Linked DNA regions of Anas platyrhynchos: region 1 is linked to region 2. The links are chromatin contacts, called in public Hi-C maps. All regions are on one chromosome and are shown on one strand. Each heading gives the region's core, a stretch centred on a gene start, on an enhancer-like site or on the middle of the called end of the contact. The rest is flanking DNA. Distances are from core to core; before and after follow the strand shown. Region 1 overlaps SH3D19 (SH3 domain containing 19). Region 2 holds the start of FHIP1A (FHF complex subunit HOOK interacting protein 1A).

Region 1 (3,049 bases), core at 329-2,828, 68 kb before region 2:
GAGAATGTTTTTCCTCTACAGTTCCTTCTCTGGGTTGTATTTTTCAAGCAAACTTGGCATTTCATTTCTGTTTGAAACACACGCCGATTATGGGGCTGGAAGCACTTTAAGCTCTGAGATCAAGATGCCCGTATAAGCACACTTTCTAACAGCCCTTACACCACAAACTCGTAAATCGCAATGATACAGATGAGCTGGTGGCAACTGAAGTCTGGCGTGCACTTTTGAGTCTTTTGAAAAGAGCTGGGTTAGAATTCACAGTCTTTCAGGCAACTTTTTTAGGCAATATAGAGGAAACTATGAAGTTCATTCAAGGATCTGCTCAGAGATAGCCTCCTGCTGTGCGCACTGAGTGCTTCCACAAAAGAAACACTGCATAATAATATCTGTATATTTCCATTAGCAAATCTGTATGAAATACTGAACAGCTTTGTCACCGCACACTGCTTTAAAAGCAAGTTCCATTTCCCATTACAGATTGGAACCATAGCCTCAAATAGCCCAAACCTTGCGTGAAATGAAGCTTCAAATTTTTCTGATGATTTTTATTTATTGTCCCTTCCCGTAGCTGTCAGTAAACATGGTTTGGTGGGTAATAGTGGTGGCTGGGGCGCGCTGGGACCTGATATCTTTGAGGTCTTTTCCAACCTTAATGATTTTACGATCCTTTCAATTTTCCTTCATATTAACTGTTATCAATGGGTTTTAAAGTAATAATATTACTTTCTCCAACAAGCAAATGTGCTAATATTTAAAACTACAGCTTCCCTCAATGCTTTTCCAACACTAGGCTAGAAATTTCTACCACTAATACTATGAAGTAAGCAGACCATTAGACTGAGAAGTTACTCTTCTCCCTGAATAGCTGCCCGGGGATAAAAGTTATTCCTTACGGTCTCAGAGAGAGCCACAACTGTGAGCAAACACTCCTTCCCCTACCTGCTAAGTAATACACCAGCAGAGCTGACAGACTGCTTCTATGCAAGAGGCCACGCTTAGGGCCTTTGCAATAGTGAGGGTGCTGCATGCATGCAGAGATGCACTCTTCAGGTGGTGCTAAAATGATGAGGTAATCCTCAAGCCTAAACCAGCATAGTGTTAGGTTAGAGGTTGGACTCGATGATCTTGAGGTCTCTTCCAACCTAGAAAATTCTGTGATTCTGTGATAGTCTAATTTCATCCAAGATCTGATAACACTAGTTATGTAGAAGCAGAGTTTCAAACTACTGGGAAATTTTCACACATCCCTGAAATAACAGGCTTGAGGCTTTTCTCCTGAACATATTTCTTGGCACAAGGGGGAGGTCTTGCTCCTTTTCTTCTAGTTCTGTTTCCAGGCTCCTCAGAGAAATGTCAGGCTGCCTGACCTTAGAGCTACGCTGATTTAATGCTTGAATGTAGCTAAAAGAGATGCTGCCCAATTCCTCTTCAAAAGAGAGACTTTTGTTCCCTCTCTTGAACCAACATTAGCACTTATACGACCCCACAGTGAGTGAGTTCAGAATGGTAAATACATGTAAAACTAAGCACTTTCTGTACGGTTTTTGTCCATTTTATCTCCCTGCCCCTGCCCTTGGGCTCAGACCACTGGCAGCACAGGGGAAGGAGCGTGCCCCCCTAGCAGAGGTCTGTTCTCTGCCTCTCCTTCCTCGCTCCAGTTCTTCTTTGGACAACTTCAGTGAGGGAACTGGTCAAAAATTATCTGGGGCGGAGGTGGGGTGGAACATGATGGGGATTCCTCTCCCCACCCACAGTGAGATCAAATACCTTCCCACAGCTGACCAAACTGCTGGGCACCAGAGAGGCTGGCATTGTTGCTGAATAAAATCTGTGTTAAGTACATCCTTCGGGAAAGCCTGCAGTTTCACTCAAATTTGACAGCAGCGATTTATGAAGATACTTCACTCCTTCCCACACCTTTCCTCGGGCTGTATGTTCCTGCCTCTGCACCAGTCCCTGCATTATGCCAGCCCAAATGTTTGTGCAGATGGGGAGAGAATGAGGTCATGGAATTGATCTGGTTAGGAAAAAATGGGAGCCAACAGAACCTAGGAAGCCCCCAAGCAAAACAAAACAAAAATGAAAACAAACAAAACGCACAGCCAAAAGCGGCTGCAAACCTGCCAAATGACAAGCCACAGCCTCAAAGCGCGTACAAGCTGTTACACATCCTTCATTCAGCCACATATTTGCTTAGGACAGAATGAGGATGGAACAAGTTTACAGGTTCTTCCAATATTTTATGGCAGCAGACTTGCCTCTGCAGCCCCCCTCTTCTGGAAGAGTGGAGAAGCGAGCAAAAGCCCCATTCCCCTTTGTATCACTACTGCAACACTTAGCTTGCTCCTTTTTGTTTTCTTTGGCATGTGGCTGTCTCGGGTGTCCATGAAAATCATTCCCCTGATTTCATTGTGAGCTGGCTTTAGAGGTGTGTTCTCAGCTGAGATCATCATTAAAAACCCAGGGGTAACTCCTGAAGAGTTCAGATGAAAAATGACTCCTGAGAACATCTCATTTTCATGTGCTTGCTTTCTTCAAGCATCTTGGGCTCACTTTTCTGGATTCTACTGAGCTATTAAACAACGGAAGAAAAACGACACCATCTTCTTATATAGAGTTGCAGTCAGGGTGGCCAAAAGGAAAATAAGCCCTCTTCCTCTTTGGCCACAAGACAGGAAGAGACCTAGCAGTATAAAGTAAGTTTAAGCATTGTCCATAGGTTGGAAAGTTGAAACCCTGCAGATACCTGTTGTGTTTCTTGAAAATTAGATGCGAACAGCACACCAAAGCTCTGATTAAGAAAAAAATTTTCTAGCACTGTTGGGAAAAATGTTGCTCCAGAGAATACCATACTTTTTCCAGATTAATGGCAAGCAGAGTTAGGAATTATTCAGGGTCCATTTTTAACTTAGATCCATCTTCAGGTATGGCTACTGGCATATATACACACACACACACACACATATATAGCCATAGTTTCATATAGAACGCCATAATATGGGCATGGAGATTTTTTTCTAGCTTATCATCTGTAGAATTCACATACTAT
Region 2 (3,202 bases), core at 648-3,147:
TTAAACTTTACTAGACGCTGTACACTTGTCCTGATGACACAACATTCAAGACAGGCATATGCTGTTTGCTAAAAACTTGCATTACCTTTAGTTCTTGTAACTCTCCTGTCAGTCAGGTATTATGCCTCTTACTGTTTTATCTTGGTGAAGTATTTCTTAGATGCTAAGAATGCCTTCGAAACAAAAAGGGCCACTAGGAGGATTAGCAGGAGTTTGTGATAAGCCATCTTTACATTTCCATCTCTTCCATCTAACTGTGTGATAGAACAGCCTATCTAATGATTAAGAGATAGGGATATAAAGGGACAGCTATCTTGGCTTCCACCTAACTACCCCATGAAAAATAATTATGGAGTGTTTTTGAAATGCTTACAGCAGCAATAGAAAGAAATGAAATGGATTTTATCAGCATCTGTAACAGATCCTGTTGCAGAGGCTTACTCCTTAATGATCTACTTATGATGAAGGCATCTGTGCGCTGGCTGGCAACTCCCACGCTGCTGAGACTGAGCAATTTAAACAGAAGTATCCTCTCAATTTCTGCTAGAGTCCTCTAGACACTTTTACCAAATTCCCAAGCTGGCTTATGCTCTGCTGTTGTAGGCAGATGCTGAATGCCACCTACCTGTGAATCCAAGCGCTATGGCAGCACGCAGAAGCTGTTTCCTGAACAAATGGTAAAGAATATTGTATCTAACATAGAAATACATGTCTCCAACAGAGAAGTAAACTACCAGAGAGGTGGGCAACATTCATTCTGGATTCAGACTATGAGGATGTTTTGGTACCTCTGCTGAGCACTTCTACCACAGCATGTACAATTAAAGAATAATGTTGAACTAACAATTCATCTTGCAGTTCTGAAAATAATAAACAACAGGAGAAGAGGGAAGAACTATAATCTCTGGAATGGCTGCTTCCTCCCCCACCTCGCTCCAAAAACTTAGATTTAGTTTCAACATGTCAAGATATTTAAATTCTTCCAGTTATTCTAAGTGGAGGAACCTGACTCAAGTTAGTTTAATTTCTGACTGGATTTTTGGATGTTGGCTTTGTCCTGGGTTGGGAAATCTTAACTCCAGCATACCTAGGTGTGAGTTAGTTTGTGAGGACCTACGTAGTTAGCAACCTTAGTAAATTATTCTTTAATTACATAGTGCATTTGGAGAGAACACTTCCTGAGCTCACAGAGAATACCATTACACTTGGTAAATTATATTATATCTTTATGTAAATGAGCAGTTACTCTAATAGGCCAATGTCTTTTCCTATTTGGAGTCATTAGCAAAATCACAATCAGTACACTGACAGTCTAATTAATTCATTTGAAGCCTTAAAAAAAAAAAAAAAAAGGAAGACAGCAAACCATGCTTAACTATTCACCAACAGCAGTCTACCACAGTTAAAGGATAGAGAAATACAAGCTATAGCTAACATCATTGGGAAACTACCGTTAATTTCTAATTCTTAATTGTCCTGGGCTGGATTTAACAAGGCTGTTGGTATTTCTGGTTTGCTGCTGTTTCATGAAGGAGAAGTCAATGGCACGAAGCTGGGTGCCTTCTTTGATCTGTGGGTCAGCCTCTTCTCACAGATAACTAGCAATAGGACGAGAGGCAATGGCCTCAAGTTGTGCCAGGGGAAGTTTAGGTTAGAAATTAGGAGAAATTTAAGCAGGAGTAGTCAGGCATTGGCATGGGTTGCCCAGGGAGGTGGTAGAGTCACTGTCCCTGGGGGTGTTTAAGGAAAGGTTGGACTTGGTGCTTGGGGACATGGTTAGTGGGTGACATTGGTAGGGGATGGTTGAACCTGATGATCTGTGAGGGCTTTTTCAGTTTTTGTGACTTCAGGCTTCAGTTCCCCCTCCAACTCCTCACAGGGGCACAGGCCCTGCAGGCCTGAGGTGACTCACCGAGGAAAGAGCCCTTGGGAGGCAGCTGCTGGCAGAAACGCACCCCGAGGAGCACCAGCACTTGTGCAGGCAGGCAGGCAGTCGTGTGCTGCAGCACCAGCTAAGGGAAAAGAAGAAAAAAACACCAGAGGTGCGTGTATAACACTGCCATCTAGTGACGCGCATAACCGGGGCCACCTTCCCTCCGGGGGCACAGCCGTAGAGCCCCAGAGCCATGTGCTGTGCGTTGTTATTAGTATTTTACTGCCGTCCCGAGGCTGAAGGACCCTTCCCCAATGCCCCGAGCCATCCCCAGATCCCCGGGCCGCCTACAGGCGCCCTCCCCCGGGCGGAGGCAGGAGCGGGCGGCCGGCAGGGGGCAGCGCGGCCGGGCCTGGCGGAGCCGGGCAGGTGGCGGCTCCTCCCCGCCCCGCCGCCCTGACTCAGCCGCACGGCCCCGCTCTGACACCGGCCCGGCCCGGCCCTGCCGCCGTGTGGAGGGGGAGCCGCCGAGCCAGGTAGGGGCTGAGGGGGGCCGGTTGCGCTATGTAGGTCACGGGAAATCAGGCCGGCCCGGCATAATCCCCCTCCGCGGGCTGGGCGCAGGGAGGGGAGGGGAGGCTGGGCGCGACCTGGCTGCCAAGTGCCCTGACGGGAAGCCGGCCGGGACGGGGCGAGCGGCGAGGTGGGAGCCCGGGGAGGGCTCCTGGCTGCCCCGGGAGGGTTTTTTTTTTTTTTTTTTCCCCTCACAGGTGTGATAGCAGCGTGTTTCTCACTTGGCTTGTTGGCTCTCTGACCCTGTCCGTAGGTTGCCGGTTGGGGTTCGCACTTCTCCGTCAGCGCTCCGGTAATACCGACCTGTTTTTTTTTTTTTTTTTTTTTTTCTCTCAGGAAATTCCTCGCGTCAGTCACTTAGGAAAACTTACAAAGGCTCCTTTGGGTGTTCTGGGGCGCCACAGCAAAGCGAGGGGCTGAGTTTGCCTCGATGAAGTGCCTGCCGCCTGCCCTCAGGGCAGCGCTGGGCGGGCAGGGCGGCGTGAGGCGGTCCCGGGGCCCTGTGGGGACGGTGCGGGGACGGCCAGGGGGCTGTGAGCGGGGCCGAGCTGTGCTGCTGGGGCTCTGCCACATCAGGACCTGTGAACTCTGAAAACTGAGAAATGCTGAGGCAGGCTTGGCGGTGTTCAGAGGTAATATTTCGCTCTGATTTCCTCCTTCTCCTGCCCAGCGCCTGTGATTGGTCTTCTGATCATCCCAGAGGCAGATAAGAAGATAAATACCTCCAAATGAGTGTTATTTTTATACATTGTCATA

Evidence for each region. Hi-C and Micro-C count contacts between places; a contact is called where the count stands out from the background.
Region 1: a contact with region 2 is called in a Hi-C map of subcutaneous adipose tissue, with 2.0 times the contacts expected there. The contact joins the enhancer-like site here to the promoter of FHIP1A in region 2. A contact is called at or near these places in 2 of 8 Hi-C or Micro-C datasets (skeletal muscle and subcutaneous adipose tissue).

The regions. Positions count from the first base shown.
Region 1 is chr4:35,970,985-35,974,033 of IASCAAS_PekinDuck_T2T, reverse strand. All of the region lies in intron 2 of SH3D19 (SH3 domain containing 19), which reads right to left. Among named protein-coding and RNA genes, the nearest start is that of SH3D19, 41 kb to the right of the region's middle. Within about 2 kb of position 1,578, at least 2 of the 8 cell types and tissues checked have an H3K27ac peak or open chromatin away from gene starts, as enhancers often do. A contact at or near this core is called in subcutaneous adipose tissue, where this site is marked.
Region 2 is chr4:35,903,360-35,906,561 of IASCAAS_PekinDuck_T2T, reverse strand. It overlaps FHIP1A (FHF complex subunit HOOK interacting protein 1A), which reads left to right and starts at 1,897. Exons shown (of 14, transcript XM_013094940.5): 1 at 1,897-2,042. LOC106015444 (a long non-coding RNA gene) reads right to left here and starts at 2,814. Exons shown (of 4, transcript XR_005265232.2): 1 at 2,642-2,814; 2 at 1,913-2,012.